Linked DNA regions of Mus musculus: all the other regions are linked to region 5. A link is a contact called in public HiChIP or PLAC-seq and promoter capture Hi-C data. All regions are on one chromosome and are shown on one strand. Each heading gives the region's core, a stretch centred on a gene start, on an enhancer-like site or on the middle of the called end of the contact. The rest is flanking DNA. Distances are from core to core; before and after follow the strand shown. Region 1 holds the start of P2rx2 (purinergic receptor P2X, ligand-gated ion channel, 2). Region 2 holds the start of Cdc7 (cell division cycle 7 (S. cerevisiae)). Region 3 holds the start of Golga3 (golgi autoantigen, golgin subfamily a, 3). Region 4 holds the start of Chfr (checkpoint with forkhead and ring finger domains). Region 5 holds the start of Fgfrl1 (fibroblast growth factor receptor-like 1). Region 6 holds the start of AB010352 (cDNA sequence AB010352). Region 7 holds the start of Fbrsl1 (fibrosin-like 1).

Evidence for each region. Promoter capture Hi-C pulls out the DNA fragments that hold promoters and counts their contacts. HiChIP or PLAC-seq counts read pairs in DNA pulled down with a chosen protein or histone mark. Capture Hi-C pulls out chosen DNA fragments and counts their contacts.
Region 1: an HNF4G HiChIP or PLAC-seq map of pancreatic cancer cells shows a contact between it and region 5. The contact joins the promoter of P2rx2 here to the promoter of Fgfrl1 in region 5. A contact is called at or near these places in 1 of 39 promoter capture datasets (cranial neural crest) and 1 of 115 datasets of contacts at active chromatin or transcription factors (pancreatic cancer cells).
Region 2: a promoter capture Hi-C map of adipose tissue shows a contact between it and region 5, with 2.7 times the contacts expected there. The contact joins the promoter of Cdc7 here to the promoter of Fgfrl1 in region 5. A contact is called at or near these places in 1 of 115 datasets of contacts at active chromatin or transcription factors (pancreatic cancer cells) and 2 of 9 other capture datasets (adipose tissue and liver).
Region 3: a promoter capture Hi-C map of hippocampal neurons shows a contact between it and region 5, with 2.9 times the contacts expected there. The contact joins the promoter of Golga3 here to the promoter of Fgfrl1 in region 5. A contact is called at or near these places in 7 of 39 promoter capture datasets (the 3T3-L1 cell line, cranial neural crest, hippocampal neurons and 4 more), 3 of 115 datasets of contacts at active chromatin or transcription factors (cardiomyocytes, embryonic forebrain and neural tube) and 1 of 9 other capture datasets (adipose tissue).
Region 4: a contact with region 5 is called in a promoter capture Hi-C map of second pharyngeal arch cranial neural crest. The contact joins the promoter of Chfr here to the promoter of Fgfrl1 in region 5. A contact is called at or near these places in 10 of 39 promoter capture datasets (the 3T3-L1 cell line, cranial neural crest, frontonasal cranial neural crest and 6 more), 1 of 484 Hi-C or Micro-C datasets (muscle stem cells) and 4 of 115 datasets of contacts at active chromatin or transcription factors (astrocytes, embryonic hindbrain, embryonic stem cells and 1 more).
Region 6: a contact with region 5 is called in a promoter capture Hi-C map of hippocampal neurons, with 6 times the contacts expected there. The contact joins the promoter of AB010352 here to the promoter of Fgfrl1 in region 5. A contact is called at or near these places in 4 of 39 promoter capture datasets (the 3T3-L1 cell line, hippocampal neurons, liver and 1 more) and 2 of 115 datasets of contacts at active chromatin or transcription factors (astrocytes and microglia).
Region 7: a promoter capture Hi-C map of pre-B cells shows a contact between it and region 5, with 7 times the contacts expected there. The contact joins the promoter of Fbrsl1 here to the promoter of Fgfrl1 in region 5. A contact is called at or near these places in 3 of 39 promoter capture datasets (hippocampal neurons, liver and pre-B cells) and 1 of 484 Hi-C or Micro-C datasets (embryonic stem cells).

Annotation. Positions count from the first base shown.
Region 1 is chr5:110,341,690-110,344,431 of GRCm38.p6, reverse strand. It overlaps P2rx2 (purinergic receptor P2X, ligand-gated ion channel, 2), which reads left to right and starts at 1,397. Exons shown (of 11, transcript NM_153400.4): 1 at 1,397-1,652; 2 at 1,797-1,932; 3 at 2,028-2,099; 4 at 2,179-2,254; 5 at 2,331-2,427; 6 at 2,578-2,658. The coding sequence starts at 1,477.
Region 2 is chr5:106,962,877-106,965,576 of GRCm38.p6, reverse strand. It overlaps Cdc7 (cell division cycle 7 (S. cerevisiae)), which reads right to left and starts at 1,255. Exons shown (of 12, transcript NM_009863.3): 1 at 1,152-1,255; 2 at 463-644. The coding sequence starts at 559.
Region 3 is chr5:110,175,579-110,178,278 of GRCm38.p6, reverse strand. It overlaps Golga3 (golgi autoantigen, golgin subfamily a, 3), which reads right to left and starts at 1,422. Exons shown (of 24, transcript NM_001347389.2): 1 at 1,357-1,422. Gm15787 (predicted gene 15787) reads left to right here and starts at 1,775. Exons shown (of 3, transcript NR_040431.1): 1 at 1,775-1,962.
Region 4 is chr5:110,134,401-110,137,100 of GRCm38.p6, reverse strand. It overlaps Chfr (checkpoint with forkhead and ring finger domains), which reads right to left and starts at 1,271. Exons shown (of 18, transcript NM_001289577.1): 1 at 1,167-1,271; 2 at 907-1,050. The coding sequence starts at 1,039.
Region 5 is chr5:108,692,832-108,695,569 of GRCm38.p6, reverse strand. Fgfrl1 (fibroblast growth factor receptor-like 1) reads right to left here and starts at 1,341. Exons shown (of 7, transcript NM_054071.2): 1 at 1,038-1,341; 2 at 452-675. The coding sequence starts at 518. Gm42151 (predicted gene, 42151) reads left to right here and starts at 1,504. Exons shown (of 2, transcript NR_168910.1): 1 at 1,504-1,734.
Region 6 is chr5:109,865,419-109,868,118 of GRCm38.p6, reverse strand. AB010352 (cDNA sequence AB010352) reads right to left here and starts at 1,408. Exons shown (of 4, transcript NM_001378279.1): 1 at 1,307-1,408. The coding sequence starts at 1,309. It overlaps Gm35089 (a long non-coding RNA gene), which reads left to right and starts at 1,499. Exons shown (of 3, transcript XR_389508.4): 1 at 1,499-1,796.
Region 7 is chr5:110,447,187-110,449,886 of GRCm38.p6, reverse strand. Fbrsl1 (fibrosin-like 1) reads left to right here and starts at 1,384. Exons shown (of 19, transcript NM_001142642.1): 1 at 1,384-2,007. The coding sequence starts at 1,720.

The DNA of each region.
Region 1 (2,742 bases), core at 148-2,647, 1.6 Mb before region 5:
GTCAGGTGCTCATGTCTGGTGCTGACTCTGCCCCCTGATAATAGTCTCAGTTTGTTCTCATTTATCAATCCTTCTGTCTGTTCTATAGTGTGTGGGCTGTTCGTTCACTTGAGATTTTTGCCCCTGGGTGGGGGGCGTGGAGACTTAACCCAGGGCCTCACAAGTACTAGACAAGTGTTCCACCACCTAGCTCCAGCAGCTCTCCTTGTTAGCTCTTTAATGATTGACTAGGACTGACTACTTACAATCCTCCTGTCTCCACCTCTCAAGTGGTGGGATTACTGGTTTTGTATAAGCATGCTCAGCCTCAGGCAAATTAAAGCAGGACTTTTCTAAGAAAGAAGGACTCACAAAGAATGGCACCAGGATCCATGAAGGTCCTTGGTGGAAAACAGGAAGGATGTGATCAGCTTGGTGATTTCGGGTGGGGAGGTCCTGTCTGGAAGGGATCTGGACAACTGGCGTCTGAGATGGGCCAAGACCCAGTCTTTTGTTACAAAATATTCCCTAAAATTATGCATTCAGTTGTTCTAAATTAGATTGCCGTTGCTCCCTAGGCACTGGTCAGATTTAATCAAACAGTTCAAATATGCAATTTAGCTGTACTATTAGCAACAGCAAAGAGATGTCCAGGTTTGCCAAGGATGGATTTGCTCTGGTCTTACTTTGAAGTATTAGCAAAGATGTGGGTGGATCTTGAAAACACGATAAAGCCAGACGTAGGTATCGTATTTCAAATAAAAACCTTTTTGAGACATGAAGACTACTGTGGGAACAGGAATGGCGGCTTTATGGACAGGGGTTTGTTCTGAGGTGGGAGAACGGGTTTTGTGTTGTCCAATGAAGGGGACTGCACAACGTACAGCAGCATGTACTACACTCATTGGGTTGTTCATACGCTAAATGCATTTTATTTCCATAAAAGACAGCTTAAAATCATCTCGCTGAGACATATTAAGATGTTTGGTATTTGCTTCAAATAACCTGGGCGCAGGAGAGACCTGATCAGTTACCAGCAAACAATTTCGGTTTGCAAGGGGTGTGGGGGGGTTGGAGGGGGAAGCGGAATTAACATCCCAATGCTGGGCAGTTCCTTGGAGAAATGAGGGTTGGGGCTGCGCCCTTGTGTGTCTGCTATGAGAAACCTGGGGTGCCTGCCGTCAGCCCCTGATCCTCTGAGTGATGAGGAAAGCGCCCAGTGTGGAGCTTCTCTTGGGCTCCTCCCGGGGCTCTCCGGGCTGGCCTGGCCTCTCCGCTCTTCTTGTCACCAAACTGGAGTTGTGATCCACCAACTGCACCACCAGGCTGCACTCTGAGCCGCACCCCGCCGCACCTGCAGTCTTCAGTAAGACTGGAAAGGGACTAGATTGCTACTGTCACAAAGGGCGGGGAGCGAGGCCACACCCCCAGCCTGCCCACGAGAGGCCGAGAGTGTGAGGCGCTCCAGCAGCTCTTGTGGACCGAGCTCCTTGGGCCATGGCCGCTGCACAGCCCCGGCTTCCCGCGGGGGCGGCCATGGTCCGGCGCTTGGCCCGGGGCTGCTGGTCCGCGTTCTGGGACTACGAGACGCCCAAGGTGATCGTGGTGCGGAATCGGCGCCTGGGATTCGTGCACCGCATGGTGCAGCTGCTCATTCTGCTTTACTTCGTGTGGTGCGCCGGCCGGGGCACAGTGGGCAATCGGGCGGGAGGGGATACTCAGCCCTGGGCTTGTGCGGGCGCCCTTAGGGCTTTAGGAGAGGGATATCCTGGTCTCTCCAGGGTTGCCTCCGGAGCCGGCACCGCCCTATCCCACAGGTACGTCTTCATCGTGCAGAAAAGCTACCAGGATAGCGAAACCGGTCCGGAGAGCTCCATCATCACCAAAGTCAAGGGGATCACCATGTCGGAACACAAAGTGTGGGACGTGGAGGAATACGTAAAGCCCCCGGAGGTGCGGCGCTTCCTGCCCCAGGCCCGATGCTCCTCCGCGGTGTGACCCGTCTGAGTGAGCTGACAGGCCCACCGCGCCTTTATTTCTGCACCCAGGGGGGCAGTGTAGTCAGCATCATCACCAGGATCGAGGTTACTCCTTCCCAGACCCTGGGAACATGCCCAGAGGTGAGGCCGGTCAAGGGTGGTCTGGGAAAACCTAGGCCAGTTGCAGAGTCTACCCTCTAACCTACAATCTCCACCCTAGAGCATGAGGGTTCACAGCTCTACCTGCCATTTAGATGACGACTGTGTGGCCGGACAGCTGGACATGCAGGGCAATGGTCAGTGTGCATCAGGGACAGTGGGGAAGGCAGGGTTAGCCTGACCTCAGTAGATTAACCAGTGTGTGTCCTGTAGGGATTCGGACAGGACGCTGTGTACCCTATTACCATGGGGACTCCAAGACCTGCGAGGTGTCAGCCTGGTGCCCGGTGGAGGATGGGACTTCTGAAAAGTATGCAGGATCTACAGACCCCATCGGCAGTCTCCTTTCTCCTTACTGATGAAGATCAGATTAACTGGGAGGAGGAGGGAGACCATGTCCTCCTTCCTGCCCTTGGGATTTGGGGGAAAGGAGACTAAACCACTGTCTGTAACTTTGCAGCCATTTTCTGGGTAAAATGGCCCCAAATTTCACCATCCTCATCAAGAACAGCATCCACTATCCCAAGTTCAAGTTCTCCAAGTGAGTCTGAGGAGTAATTGCAAATGCCCGACCAGTATGTAGGCATGTGCTGGGAGCAGGTGTTTGTTTTCTGCTTCTCCTTAG
Region 2 (2,700 bases), core at 6-2,505, 1.7 Mb after region 5:
CACTTTACGAAGAAAAAAGTATCCGTTACAAACATTCCACTTGTTTCTGCCTGTGAATTTTGTTTATGAATCCTTAATCCCTTCCCCACCAATTCCTAAAACCAAACTTTACACAGTAAGGCTACAGTGGGTGTGGAAGAAAAAAGTCAGGTGTCAACAAACATGCTTTCCTAAAAAGCCACTAATATTTGGACCCAACCGACGTCCTCTAAAATGAAAACTGGATTCCACACCTCTTAAAACGCGATCCAATCCTAAATCTAGACTTCATGATATTATGTTGACATGTGAAATTTAAACATACAACTCAGTTTACTAGTCAGGTGTGTGTGTGGTTTTTCTGTTTATTTCTGGGAGTGTAATTTAATTACATTTCTTTTTTCCCCTTTCCTCGAATTAGAAGATGCAGACTGGCTGCCCGTGCGACTTCAGAACCGTGTGACCGTGGCATTGAGCACATACCTGAAAGTTTAACACTCTGCTCATATTTTTTTAAAGAGTCATCAGCCGGACACCTGTCACTGCCACGAAGGGAAGAAAACGCCATTGGCTCCTCCATCTGAGTCCCCAAAGAGGCTTCCACTACGCACGACTGGGATGCAAAGAGCGGGCTACGGGGTCATGTGCACAGGCGAGAGCAGCAGCTGTGAAAATCACAACACGGTGAGAAGGGCGAAGTAGCTCACCCAAGCAGGCACGCACCAAACCACCTGCCCTTCAGGAGGTAGCACTAAAACCCGCACCATATGTCCAAATCCCAGCCGGAGCGGCGTCGCTGCCACTGGCCTGCGGCGAGCACTCCCGCGGGGGACAGGTGGAGCGGGCTGCAGCCGGCTAGGGATCCCCGGGAGGCTGCGGGGAAGGACTGCGGTTTGCCCGGGAGGAAGTCGCTCGCCAGGGCGTGACACTCCACTCGACTGGAGCCGACCGAGGGCAGCAGGGTGCCAACAGAAGGATAAATGAATGAATGGGCCGCCCTGGGCGAGTGCGTAGGGCGGACTGTCCGCCAGTGCCAACGGGAAGCTCAGTGCGCAGGCGCACCTCTTCCCGCCGCGGGATGCCCGCAGGGCGACACGACCTAAGTCACGATCAAGAACTCGTCCCCGGTCCCTCACCGTCCACGGCAGGGGGGAAAACTGTCAGAAACTCACGGTTCACAGAAGTTAGGACGTCCGCGGTCGCTTCCCTCAGGAGCGTCCCACTGAGCCGGGCCGCCAGGCGCGCATGCGCGATTCTTCCCGCGCTGCTTTGAATTGCTCATGCGCATTCCGAAGCCCTCGGCGCCTGCGCAAGAGGCGTGGTTTTTCAAGGCGGGGCGGTCGGAAAGGAAGAGTGCAGCAGAGAGGGCTCGGTGGTCCTTTGCTGAGTTAGCGAGCCCCAGGACTAAAAAGGCGCCCGGGATTCCTCGTCCCGTCGCCCGGTCCTTAGCGTTCTCTCTCGGCCTCACACTGTGGTCTCAACACGCTGGACACTTCTCGGGTAAAAGGCACTTGGTTGAGTCCGGTTTTACTTTTCTCAACGAAAAACAAAAAGTTTAACCACTGGTTCTTGAGGATCTTATAGTAGAGACCAGCTGCAATGTATGTTGATCATTTATTTAGTTGTGATATAAACCAGTTTTTAGGGACTGAGCGAATAACGGTGGTGAATAAGGCAGTCAAAAAGCTATCCCAATTTCGCGTCTTTTAGTAACCCACTAAGTCTATATTGCGTGGGTGTGGAGTGATCCACTGGATTATGCATCGGACTCTTAACACCGGTTGCATCTCCAAAAAGAATGATCCCTCCTGGCCTGGCAACTACGCTCTGCCAGGGCCTCAGTAAGGGACTGGGCCAGGAAATTCCCTACCCCATCAATGCTGGAATTTTGGCCCCTCTTGTTCAGGTAACCCCACTATCGAGAGTCATGCCATAGCCAGAACTTGACAACCCCAGCTCTGACATTCTTAGACGACAGTCCACCTCCACTAGAGCAGCCTAGCCCAGACCAGAGAGAGTGTCCAGCTATAGGCATGTTTATTCAATCAATAATTTTTACTAGCTCCTGGAATATCATAACTGTGATTTTCATGCTACAATCTGTTTACATGGTATACAGGTGTGTGTATGTGTGTAAATACATACATAGTAAAAGAATTTCTAAGGAGTTAGTATTATTACCATTCATTAGATTAGTTAACACAGTGAAAGACCACAAATATTTTTTTTACTTTAGCATTAATAGTGAAGAATTATAAGTAGTGTTTTCTGATAGTTCTTTTTTTTACAAGAAAGCCCCAATTTACCTTTTGCCCATGAAAAATACATTTACCTCATAATCTTCCACAAGGCACAGATGGAGAAAATATGACAAAACTCTATGCTGATTTTATTAGTCAGGGTTCTTTAAGGAACAGAATTGACAGAATGAGTATGCAGATGTGTGAATGTATGTATTTATGTGAATGTGTATATATGTGTATGTGCTATTTATCAGAGTGGCATGCATGCTGTGGTCCAGGTTGTCCAACAATGGAAAGGCAAAGAATCTGGTATCTTTGCTGGATGTCTCAGTAGTTCCAATCTGCTGCTGGTGTCCCAGGGAATTCCTAGAGAGCTTCTGACCTTCAGTTTGCTTCCAAAGGAGTGGTTCCAACACCAATGACAGCTCAGCATCAGGGTAAATGGACTTGCCAGTGAGAGCAAGGGGAGCAGGCAAAG
Region 3 (2,700 bases), core at 173-2,672, 1.5 Mb before region 5:
AAAAAAAAAACACTACTTAAAGCAATTGGCCAAAACCCAGCTATTTTTAAATCTGAGCAACTTTCATTTCTTCTGTTTCCTTTCTTTTATAAGAAATAGGGAAGAAACAAGATTTTCCAGATTTGTGTCTGTGTTCATACGCACAGTTGTGTGGAGGGCAGAGGACAACTGAAGAGTGGATGCTTTCCTTCCACCACAGGGCTCCCAGGGAACTCAGGTCATCAGACTCTATAACATTCAACCACTCAGAAGTCTTTCCGATCTGCTTTTGGATTTTTTAGACAGAATATTGCTATGTAGCATGGGCCTCAAGCTGGCTGAGGTCTTCCTGTCTTGACTTCCCAAGAGCTGGTATAACAGACATGTGCCACCCTATCCAGGCTTTTCCTTTTCTTTCCATTCAAGGTACACTGTATCTGAGTCATTAACGGACTATAAAAGTCAGGCGGCATTTGTAAATGGTTTACAGTGTCCTACTGACAATAAAATACAAACTTCTTAGCCTCGACCGGAGACCACTTTAATTGGGTTCCTACTTATGTCTGTACCCCTCACATGCTGTGTCTTTTTTCATTATCTGGCTATATCATGCATCCAGAAGTACAACTGACTCTCCATAGGGTCTCTACACTTCTTGTTCACTTTTCTTGAGACATTCCTCTCAATAATTTTGCACAAACGATTCTTGTCATGGAGGCCTGTCTTGACTCAAAGGTAAACTCTTCCGAAGGTTGCACAAACCTAATCCTCTCAACTGTTTTGAGTTGTCAGTATACCTCCACCAGAAAGTGATGAAAACAGAGACCAAAACACTACTGTATCCTGGGACCTTTTACAAACAGGGCCTCTTTTTCTATAAACATTCAGTAAGCGCCCGTGGGAAGGTGGTAAGCTGTTCGCCTAGCTCTCTCTGGTCACTGACTCCACTGACCATGTTCAGCAAACACCTCTGAGCACCAGAATCAAAACAACCTAAGTCCCCCACGCACTGTACGACTTGCCACCATGTCACGTTCGTCATCAACTGCAAAAGGAGCAGACTTCAAACACGCTGACCCAACCAAGCAGCAGTAGCAACGCTCTCAGGGCAGACCGCATTCCGTGGGTGCAGAAGCAGTCTCTGCATTTACTGACAACCCAGCTGCGAGGCAGGTTTCCAACCCCACGGAGTAAAAGCAAAAACTGACTTGAGCTGACCGCGGCTGACCCAAAGTCTGCGCGACCCTCACCGGACTCTGCATCCGCCTTGCCCCTGTACGCCTCTCTGGGCGCGGCCAGGGTTGCCCCAACAGTTCCTCCACGGTCCTCTGCCACAAGGTCCCGACCCTCCTCAGTAATAGCCCCCAAAACCCTCACCGGTTCCGGCCCAACCCTGCGGCTCCGGTAGGACGTGGCTGTGCAAGGGGCGGGGCGCAACAGGGTACCAGTCTCGGGCAACCCCCCGGAAACAAACGGTCCGCGAGGTCTTCGTTCCGGAAGAGAGGCTGCCCTCAGCGGCCAGTAGCCACTTTCAAATTGGGGTTGGTATGGATCTCCGGACAGATTGAGATATCCTTCAGAAAGTGGACTTAAAATTTTGTGTGCCTTCCCTTCAGAGGAACAACTTCCAGCCTAAGAGACGAAATCAGGACAACCCTCCCCCCCCCCCCAAAAAAAGAAAAACGCTTCCGGTGGTAGTGACGTTGGACTCGCCACGCTCCCGCCCCTCGCGGCCTTCTGACTGGTGGGTATGACGATCCACGTGGCCACGCCCCCGGGGCGTGGCTTCCCCGCCAGACACCGCCTCCACCACAGTTCTGACAACTTGTTCCTAAGTGTTTGTCAGTCTTGTTTGTATTATTGCCAGTGTTATACATGGCCGGACACTGCGCCACGCGACTGCATTGCCAGCCACGAGGAAGTCTGACAAGTATCACAAGCTCGAGGACTGACTGGACTATAAAGTGGGACTTGTCTTAAAAGGTAAAAAGACGTCTGCGGTGTAGTTCAGAACTCTTGGGTTCAGTCTCTAGTATGTGAAGATAGGAAAGGAGAGGAAGTTCTCACAACACAATATTAAACTATTGCCACTGCTACATGGGGAAAATGCTAAGTATACATTTTGTTTTCAGTGCTCGAGATTGTATCCTGGGCCTTGAACATGTCTAGTAACCTCCCCACCTCCAAGCTACATTTCCAACCCCAAATAAAAATGACCAAAGCTTTACAAAGATATAATTTACATGCTGTAAAGTTTGCTCCTGTTTACGATTTTATCATTATTTCTGTTTCTGAGTGTCCTTGCCTGTACATTTCATACCAATAGGGTTCATATACTGTATAGCTTTGAGTTCTTTTTCAAATTGTATCCATGTTGTACATCTTTTAGTGCTTCGTTCTTATTGCTAATATCCTATTGTTTGGATATTTCCCTTTTGTTTCTGCTCATCAGTCAATGAACAAATTTGAAGGGTCTTGAGGTAGACAAAAGGACTGACAGGGTCCCAGCTTTATATGTCCAGGGGTTGATGGGGGAACCTGCTGTATCTACTGAGGACTGTTGTGTGCCAAGGACTTTGCCAGATGCTGTCTGCTTTCAGGAAACTTACTTCTTGGAGGGAAATAGTAAAAAACAGACATACAAGAGAGTAGATGATGTCAGAGCTGAATAAAGAGACAGGTGGGTAGACATTCTGCAATCTTATGGATTATTGAGAAAGG
Region 4 (2,700 bases), core at 22-2,521, 1.4 Mb before region 5:
CCCAGCACTCGGGAGGCACAGGCAGGTGGATTTCTGAGCTTGAGGCCAGCCTGGTCTACAGAGTGAGTTCCAGGACAGCCAAGGCTATACATAGAAACCCTGCCTCATAACCGCCCCCCCAAAAAAAACAAAAACAAAAACAAACGAAAAAAAGAAATGTATGTCCTTGACCCAAAGCAATCGATGTTGGGATCTGTGTATAACTTTGTTCAAATTCTCAGTTTCCTAAGTTCATTAAATAAATTATTCTATTTCCTGGGACTTTGAGATCTTTTCAAATAGAAACCCTGCCATTATAAGTTGCCCTCAGAGCACTGGTTTAACAGTGTCCTAGTCTTCCAGCATATTCTTTGTTCTCATTTGTCACAAAACATTTTTTCTAAAGTCCCTGTGGTTTATTTTTTTTCACCCGTCAACCTTTTAACAGTGGTGTCAAATTTCTACATACCTTTTTTCAGTTTTCCTTTTGTTAATAATTTCTAATTGCATTTCATTGAGAAAGAGAAGTGTACAGTAATGAGGACAAGATCGTATTTCGAAGGATATATTTACAGATCTATTTCACAAAGTTGTACTGAGAACTGACTGATATCCATCATCAAGCATCCAGAAGAGCAACTGCACAAATAAATAAGCCCATTTTATGGGGGGGGGGGGGGGTTGAAAAACAGTGCACACACACACACCCCCCGAATTCCAGTAGCTTCTGTATCGCCAGCCGGGTACTTTTCCCACTTCAAACCCCCTGTCGGTTTCCCCATCTAAACCCACTCTGACTAGGTCTTCGATCCTGTTCTAGGCCCTCGGTCTCCTCTCAGTTGGGTACCCACTTTAGGTCCCTATGCTTCATCCCTGTCTACCCCTTTAGCCTTTATCCTCGTCCTCACTCCACTCTGGCCACCGCACCTCTCCTCCTTCCGATGGTCCACTCGCGTTTCCAAAGAAGGATCTGGGGTTCGTCCTCCTCTGCGCCTAGACGAAGAAGCCTCCCCCAGGGTTCCTGCGGCGGCGGCGGCTGCTCTTCCCCGTGTAGCTCCATAGGACTCACATCTACAGAGACCCAGAAACGCCGGCTCAGGGACTACTTAAAAAACGCTCAGCACCGCTGCTATAGCCTGGCCGCCGCCTGCCTCCCCAGCCAGGACCCCACCCGCCGGCCAGCTTACCCCACGCCCTGCGCGGATCCCGGAACCGGCCTTACAGTCGCCGCCACCGCTGTCAACAGACATCTCGGGTACCCCAGCTGATCCACGGGAGGCGAGGGGGAGGGGAGCAGAGCGGTACGCCCTGTGATTGGCTGGCGGCCGTGCCCACCGAGAGCGACGGCTAGAGCGGTGCCAGAAAAGGCTATCCGGAGGGGGCGGGGCGGAGCGATCGGAGCCTGCGCAGATGAGAGAATGTGCACCTTGTTGCCATCTTTGATGCTGGCAGGCAGGCGCACTTACCTTCCTGCAAAAGCACGGAAGTAGCTGTGGAGGGCACCATGTTAGATTCGGGCCAAAAAAAAAAAAAGACCGAGTAACTTATAGATCGGAAGGTCCTTAAAACCTCACTTGTAATTCCGAGATAAGGTGCTATTTTCACACGTCAGATTACAAAATGTGAAAGCTTGGTACAGTGGGCCAGCCCTTCGCAAGGAGCATAATTTAAGATGTCAATTAGAATAGAAACAGGTAACTCGTCTCTGAGGGCTGATTTGCGGTATCTTTAAATCCTGTTTCTTAGGATCTTGTGTCATTCCCGAGTTGTATGCTACAAGCATGTTGGTGACCCCCCGGTGAGAGAGAAACACTGGCAAAAACAATGCCCTGGAAGAAAGTCACTGAAGACAGAGAAGCAAAGTCCACACACAGTGGTTCTTGAGCAGCTCGGAGTAATGTCTTTGCTGGTGAACAGCTTCAAAAAAGTATTAAACATCTGTTTGTTTGTTTGTTTGTTTGTTTGTTTGTTTTGTAAAAAGAAAACACATACACAGACACATTTGTAAATATATGTGGAAATGCGTCTTTGCCTATGTCTACAAAGATTTACTCAAATACTTTTGAAAGGATATAAAAGTAGCAGTGGCTGCCTCCGGGAACATGGATTTGTACCGGTCTGAAAATCGCCGAAGAAGACCCCAGACATAGATAATATGCAAAGACAAAGAGCGTTTATTCTGAAGAAACAAGCAGTATGTGGGTCACATTTTTTGAAATGGTGTCCGCAGTCAAGGGTGTGTGGGCCTTCTTATTGGGGGGTGGATATTAGGTAATCTCTAATGTGATTGGCTGGGCCACTGTTCACATTTGGGAACTGAACTGTGACCCTCACCCCCACCCCCCAGTTAAGATTATATAGAGTTTTTAAGCCTAAAATCCACAAACATCTGTGCTAAATTATTCCACCAATCAGGATTTAGGGATAGAGGGTTTACTTAGGAACTTGTCTTTGTTGTATATGTACCCTGCTCCCATTGATCTGGGTACTCAACTTGCAGGGACTTGACTTACCTAACATTCATGTCCTAACTTGTCACAGTACCCATGTACATATTTCTTTCTGCCAAGTAGGATGTCAATTCCCAATAGGCCTTAGGAACTTAAACTTTACTCGGCCACTAGTCAAAATGAAAGTCTTATTCCAAATAATTTCTTATATTGGTGCAGGTGTCTCTCTTATGTTGGGGTTCATCCTAGGGACAGCTTATACCATGAAAGT
Region 5 (2,738 bases), core at 92-2,591:
TCTCTGCAAGTTCCCAGGGACCCAATTAGGTTTTCTGCTCCCACAAAGAGTCCACTCCCCAAGAATCTGGGGGAGGGGTGACAACCACCTGCTCTCCATCTAGATATGCACCTGAAAGTGTGTTTATGCAAGATTATGAGGCTGTCCTGGAAAGGACCTAGGCAAGGCCAACAGTCAAATGATTCTGGGGCCCTTTACATGAGGTGTCAGCCAAAGAGGGTGAGCTGGGGGTATCTGATTGTGACTAGGTAACCCCAAGAGTGAGGTAGAGGCATGTAAAACCGACAGTACTTCAGGTTAAGGATGGGGGTTGGGGGGAGGATCTGCTGCGATGGAGCAGACAGGGAGGGGAGGAGTGTGCCAGGCGGGCACTGTGTGGCAGAGTTCAGGGCTGGTGGGAAAGGGGCGGCGCTGCAGAGGCCAAAGCGCCAGACTGGGCGCCAGGACTCACCTCGCGCCGCCTCAGCCGACGGGAGGGCCCCCAATAGCAGCAGCAGCAGCGCGGGGCTCCGCGTCATCTCGCCGGTCGGACCTGAAGCAGGGGCGCGGTCACTGGGAGCTGGACTGGACGCCACTCAGGGCTCAGGCCCGCAAGACCCAGGTCGCGGCCGCAGAGCCAGGGTCCGGCCCCCCTCGGCGCCGAGCTCCAGGCAAAGGAAGCGAGGCGCGTAGACGCTGAGCGTATCAAAGGCAGACAAAGGGTTTACACTAATTACCAGCCGCCCCCGCCGCCCCCTTTCCAAACACCGTCTGGATTCCTGGCGCTTGTAACTCGGGCCCTGCCCGCGGGACACACAACACCGAGCGGCCCCGCAGATAATCGCCTGCGCCATTAGCGGACAAATTTGCGCTGGGGGGCCCACGTGGGGCTCAAGGGGGGGCGGGGCGCGGGGCAGGGCCGCGGGCCCCACAGGAGCAGCTACGGCGCGAGCCCGGCTCCCGCCCCGCACAGTGATCGCGGCCCTGCCCTTCGCGCCCCGCACTCTAACCCATTCCAGCCCTCCCTCCGGGGGTCGCGGACGTACAGCCCGGCTCACCTCGACAGGGATCAGCGCGGGGGCGCGCAGCAGGCAACGGGGTCAGAGCCGGGCCCCTGAGCAGCGCGACGCGGTCATCGCTGCCCCGGGCGCCGCATCCCGCCCCCCGCGCCCCCGGGCCCGGCCTGGGCGGGGCGGCGCTACCTGGGCGCTGGCGGCTGGGGCCGGGCTGGGGCGCGGGGCGCGCTGTCCGCGCGGATAAACGGCGAGGCTTGGCGAGGGCGGGGAAGAGGGGCGGCGGGGCGAGGGGCCCGGGGCGCCGCGCCGCGAGGCGTCCTTCCCTGCGGGGCTTTGTCAACTCTCCCGGAGCGAGCGCGGAGCAGCCCTGAGCTCCGCCCCGCACAACTTCCGGCCAATCTGCGAGCCCCAGTCCGCCCCGTTCCCCGCCCCTCCCCGAAACTTTGCTCCAATCCGCACACGTGCCCGCCAGGCTCGCTGCTTAACCCTCGCAGTGCTTCTGCCCTTCAGGCTGGCGGCTCCCCGGAGCGCGCCCAGTCGGCCCTGCCTCGCCGCGCCCCCGCCCCTGGGCTCTGGGAACGCGCGGTCCCGCTAGCCTGAAGACCAGCTGATGGCCGCGGAGCCCACTCGGTATCTGCACCAGCTAGGCCCCTGGCCCCCAGAGCTGGCCGTTACTGCACTGTCTCTACTCCCGGCTTTAAACAGGAGGAAGGGAGCTGAACGGAACCTTCGAGCTTTTGTGAGTAGAGAGGCCGCTGTGCTGCTCTGGTTTGAGGGCGGGGGGTGGGGGGGTGGGGGTGGGGGGGTAAGGTGCGGGGGGGGGGGGGGAGATGGCGCAGATCTCCAGTGCTGGAGTCCAACGAAGCCCTGACTTGAGCATCTAGTTGTACCTAGGACCTTAGGAAGGCTGAGAGGGTCCTACAGCCCACCTGGATACTTCTCTGCACCTCACCTGCTTTGTGATAGTAATCAACACACCCTTTTGTCTTTGCTACTTAGCAAGTGTCTTGCTGTACCCCTGCACCCATCAAACAGAAAGACTGGTGAGTTTCCCAAACCTCACTAGCTCCCTTCAGCAGCATCCTGATCCATCCCCCGCGATCTCTCCAGACAGCTTCCTGCCTACCCTCACTCACCAGAGCCAAAATTCATCAAAACATGAGTCTTGCCAGTTTTCTCAACATAAATCCCATAATTTTTGACGCCCCGGTAGTGCCTCCCAAGAGACCACTCCTAAGCTCCGCTTTCAAGGACCCTGATCCAAACAACTTTTCTTCTCTAAGCTAAGAAGCACCCCCTCTTTCCGGAAGCCTGTCAGAGAAAAATGAAACCGAGGAATAGCCTAGTGTTCCTAGCCCCAAATTCTGTTTCTGGGCTAGTGTGGGCAAATGGAGGTGAACCTTGTCTCCTCTGCATGAAGGTCCAAGTACCCATCTCAACTGCAACGCTGTGTCTCAGAAGCAGCCCATGGAACTTTCTCTGGGCTACCAGAGAATTTGGGCTAGTACTGGGGTCACAGAAAGCATTTAAAACAGACAGAGTGGGTCCTGACTAGTCTGAGTAGGTCCTGGCTCCACAGAAAGTTTTGTGAGGAGATGCCACCGAAGCATGTAGTGCAACAACATTGTGTTGCTGCCAACCAAGAGCAGTTGTGTGTGGAGGTGGCTCTGTAGTGTGGGGAGGTTAAAAGCAAATGAGCCCAATGGGCAGAAAAAGGTAGGCAATGGATTGAAGTTAGACGGG
Region 6 (2,700 bases), core at 159-2,658, 1.2 Mb before region 5:
CCATCTTGTACACGATTGACATGAGGGAAAAGGGAGGAGATGGGAGACACCTCTGAAGTCAGCAGAAAGATGAAGAAAGTATGAAGTTTACAGAAACATCAGACAATGGGACACACTCAGGAGAAGGCTAATCAAACACTGCTGCACAAGGGACAACTCAGGGTTTCTCAAAAACATTTCTGACCAAACTTCTAGTGGCCTTGGAACTGATAACCACAGCCCCATATGGTGGGAAGTTGTGCTCTCAGAATCTGATTCAACTCCTCCCAAAGGCCCTGGGCCCAGACCATTACCAGCTCTCCCAAGTGTATTCCTGATTTTAGAAAAGGCCCTGGTTTTATCTCTATACCCAGGGCCTCAGGGTAAGCTCCCAAGGACCCAGTTGAGTAGGCCCCAGGCTGTGACTGGCTCAGCCAAGCATGTTCCTGGGTTTCAGAAGGAGCTGTGTCCTGCTCCAGACATGGGGACCTCAGGGAAATTACAGCTTGATCAGGCCAGTACTCAATAATACAAAAGTTTTCTTCTCTTTTCTTTTTCCCCCTTTCACATGGCTGTCACTATGTGTCATCTTGCCAATGTGTCAGAACTATGCTTTTCTCAAGAAGAAAACAGAACCTTTATGGCACACCAGGCCTTACTGTAGATTGTGATCCTGTAATGCCTCATTGAGCAGCTGGTTAGAGGCCTGCTCTTTGATATGGAGATGGGCCTAGATGCTTGCTGTAAATCAAGTTTGTTTCCTTTGTTATGGTTTGGAACCATATATCTGGGCAATCCTGGTGAACAAGCATGTGTATCCTAGTAACCTATACTCTAAATGCCCTGGTTAGCACATTACTTATCTGTGGGATGTGTTACATGCAGTGCACCCTCAGCTAAATTCTACTTGGAGTGCCTTACTATCCGCTAAGCTTTAGTAAATCCTTTACATCATCAATCCTGCACTTTTACATCACAGCTTGATATTGGATTGCTACCCAGCACACAACCTCCACAAAATTAACTCCAAATGGATTGTCCACCTTAATGTCAAATGCTAACAACAGAACTTGTAGAAACTAGGACTCTCTGAGTTTGGGATCAAGCCAAAGATCTTTCTACACACAGGCCAAATGCTCTGCACAGATGCATCCCACACAGTGAAGTTATTCAGAGGCTATAGCTGGGTCCCGCGAGTGGCTAGGACCTCAGGGGACCTCACACATGGTTGCAGATTCCCACTGAGTCCCGGGAAAGACCCACCGCAGCAGCTCGCGCTGCTCAGACCCCTGCTTCTCCCCATTGTTTTCAGTGACCTTGTACTCACCATGTCGCAACTTCGAAGCTTGCCTTAACACCCTCCACAGCATCCAGCGGCAGGACAGAGAGCACAGCCTGCTCAGCTACTAAGCGAAACCGGCACCAAGGCACCCGGAAACCCCGCCTTCCCTTCTGACTGGCAGGTTCGCCTAAAGGCTCTGATTGGCCAGTAAGTCTTGAGTGACGCGAGTACCTCCCCTAGGGTTAGAGTGTGCTGAAGGTACACAGTGTAGAGGTTCTCAGCCCAAGCTTCTGTCCAGGGCCCAACCTCTTCCAGATCTACGGGGATCTGCATTTCTGTAGTACTAGTGCGAGTCCTCAGATATCCTACCCATCTGTCTCCCCGCGCAACCGCAGGGAAGCCCCACCACTCCACCTGCCACTGCTCAGCCGCTTGCTCCTCCCCTAGGTGGGCAGTGACCCTGTCATCACCAGGGCCTAACTTCAGCCACAGCTTCCCTCAGTAGGCTGTTTGCCTTCTTCCTCCTTGAATCAAGGTAGGGAGCTTGCATAGCCCATTACTCAACTTGCAGGGGAGTTATCAATCTGTCCCATAAGCGGAAGGGTATTAACAATTAAAGAGAGATTTGGGGAAACAATAGTTTATAGAAATTAATAGGCTTATTAATTTCTGGTTTGTTATAGTCATAGTGTAATTTATTTTTGCTTCAATCTTAATAATCAGTTTAAAAGGATGCAGTTATGCAGTGGGCCAGCCCCAGCGTGGGGTGTTTCTTCTTTTTTGGTTTTGGTCTTATTGAGGAAGCGGAGGGGGAAGAGTAGGCTGAGGGAAAGACTTTTGTCTTTTGAGATTCTAGGGTAAGACTTTGTCTCACCGAAAATTTAGGGTTGCTGTATAATAAAATGTTTACTTATCTAAGTCTAAGTTACTATGCTGTTGTAGCTGACCTGCCTTCTGTGATCCTCTGAGGCCAGAAATCACAGTTTCTGGCACTCAGCACCTCATCCTAAAACAGCAGGAGATTAAGTAAAGGATTAATTGCTAGACCCTTTGCCCTATTGTCCAGATGCCTCCTGCTGGGAGGGAGTTTGGAGCAGTAGACTTCTATTGAACCAGGAGAAGAGAATAACACTCTAAGAAGGAAAAACTTTTACATAAGCAAATATGCATAATCTCACATAAATTCATATTGAGCTTCATTCATGCTCATTTATTCATTTTTATTCAAACCCAGCTGGGCCCAGCTTTCATGCATTCTCACAATTACATACTTACACACACACAAGCAGACATTCTCACAATTTTATACTTACACACACATCCATACTTACATATGCATATGGAGCAAAAGACCAAGCATGGGCGCAGCAAGGATTCACTCAATCTGGATGAAAAAAAAAAAAATGTGTTCCAATCTTTATTACATAGAGAAAGAAAAG
Region 7 (2,700 bases), core at 135-2,634, 1.8 Mb before region 5:
TGTTCTTGGAGTGGAAAAGGGTTGACCTAGAGTGAAACTCCCCACAAGCTGGGAGTGGGGTGGTCTCAGGAGGAGGTGTCTAAAAGAGAACAGTTAGCAGGAATGAGGAGCTGCCTTGGTTCTGCGTCTTTCCAACAGGGTTCTTTAGCTAGTTAGATGCTAGCTCTGAGTAGTTTTGTAATAAAATCTGGAATGGGAAGAAGAGGGAAGGCTGGCAGGTAGGCTGGCAGGTGTGTTGGTCCCCGTGTTGTTAAGTGAAAGAGCACACTTGTGGATGATAGGCCACGTTCCCAGATGCCCCAAGGGACGTCTTGGCAGAGAGCCTGTGGCCATCTCAGGAGCCAGAAAATGTGCACTTGAGGTCCTGTCCAGGGGCATTCTTCAGTCGTGTCTGCTTCCTTTCAGGGCCTCTGCTGCCCAGATGTAGGCATGGCTCAATGTCACTTTTCACTCAGTGCCCAATGCCCAAGCTGTGACACCTCCCTTCTCTTCATGTCAAATGTTCTCACTGGAGGAATTGCTGAGACTTCGTGCCCAGCTCCAGGGCATCCCAACTGGGGAAGTTGCTGAGGAAACTCACGGTTTTGTCTAGTTTTGTACTTCCTATCGGCGGTCCCCAAGTCCTTGGACTAGTGTAGGCAGGTCTCTAAGGAAAGACTACTTGAGACTGGAGGGTTTGGTTTTCAGGGCGCTACCTAATTTTGCATGGGGACCAGAGTGAAACTGGGCTTGAGGGCTTGCAGGTGGACGATGACGTACGCGCTGCCTCTAGGACTTCAGCACAGTGAGCCCCCAGCACCAACCTACCTACTCTCTCTCACGTGCTTCCACTCAGTTTGCCCCAAGCTACTGTAGGTGCATAGACCCATCACCTCCTACGGGAAGGGCGGAAGGGGAGGCGCTGATCGCCACAAACTCGCTGTAGGTGGCTGGGCAGTACTTGTAGGCGAGCACTAATTGCCTAGTAGGCGTGGTCAACAAGGCGAGGCATGAAGTAGGAGGGATCTGACCATGACTAGGCTCAGCGACCTGCACAGGTGAGCAGGACCGGAAGGCAAGGGCGGGGCTTAAGGAACTGAGAAAGCGTAGACAAGAGAGGTGGAGCCGGGAAGAATGGGGCGTGATCTGACAGGGTCGGGGGGTCGGAATTCTAAAGAGCTGTGCGCAAACGGGTGTGGCCTGTTGCAGGGGCGGAGCAAAGGGAAAGCTTCCCCCCTTTCGGGGGCGGGGCTTAACGTGAAAGGGCGAGGGCCCGCTCAGCGCAGAGCCATTTAGTCCGGAAGGGCGGGGTCAGGGCGGGGCCAGGGTGGGGCGGAGTCGACGGGTCAGCCTCCCCCAGCTGCGCCCGCTTCCTCTGGCACTCCGGCCCGGCGGAAGTGCGTCAGTTGTTATCCGCTCTGGTCGCTGCCACTACTGTGTCTGCCTCACGGTCCCGGTGCTCAGAAGCTCCGCCACCCGCCGCCTTCTGCCGCTGCCCGCCGGTCGCCATGGGCCGTGTCCCTGGGGACCTGGTCTAGGGTCGCCGAGAGACCGCCGCACTCCGATGCGCGGGACCCGGGGTCCTAGCCCGCGCGGCGTCCGGTGCTGAGAGCCCGCGCCCGGCATGCCCGCCCCGGTCCCGAGCCCGCCCCGGCCCCGAGCCCGCGCGGCGCCCTCGCAGCCCGGCGGCACGGCGTAGCAGGCGGTGCGGGGCGCCAAGGTCACCGCCGCGGCGCCGCCATGGAGGCCAAGGTCCGGCCAAGCCGGCGTTCGCGCGCGCAGCGAGATCGCGGCCGGCGTCGGGAAGCCGCCCGGGACGCCCGCGCCCAGAGCCCGTCGTCGGGTGAGGAGCCAGAGCCCAGTCCTGGCAAGGAGAACGCGGGACTCCACGGCGCGCCGCCTCAGCGCCCTACGCCTCTGCGCGCTGCGCGCCCCCCGCGGCGCCGTCGCCGCGAGTCCAGCTCGCAGGAGGAGGAGGTTATTGACGGCTTCGCTATAGCCAGCTTCAGCACCCTGGAGGCCCTGGAGGTAGGTGGGCTGGAAGGCCAGACCCGGGACCAAGGAAACGCATACGTATGCCTCCTGGCCCCGCGCTGCAACCTTGCCAGGAAGAGGACCTGGAGTGAGGGGTGTGTGGGAGGACTTAAACCACGCCACCTAAGCGGGCTTTGCAGCGATCGTTACTTGTTGCCAAGTTATCGCTGCGTCCGGGACCAGCTGGGGATTTGGACATTGTTGGGCCTCGGGGAGGCAGCGACGATAAAATGGACACTTGGGATTCTTCCTGTCCTATGATCTCTTAAGGGTTCTTTGGAGGGAACCGGGAGTCAACTGGCAAACCCTTCTTGGTGATCATTGCATGGGTATAGGTAATAGATTTGCTAAGAATACTACGTGTTTGACTGAGTTGTCGTGCACAGTATTTGCTGAGCAAAGTGTCCTTCCGACCTGAACTCAGGTTAGTAGAAGAGAAGGAAGTGAGAGAAATGGTCAGTGAGTGAGTGAGTAGTCACTGTGTCTCTGGAACTCAAGTGGTTGAAAATGCTGGTCAGGCCTTCAGGGCACTAGCAGAACCTTCAAACCCCTAGCAATGCAGAGATCTCTGTCTGGGTGAAAACTTTGGGGACCACATCTCATCTGCTGGGCTGTGGTCGCAGGGATTACTGCGACCCTATTCACTCTTGCCCTGACTGATACCTGCGATTTCCCAGTTTCAGGCCA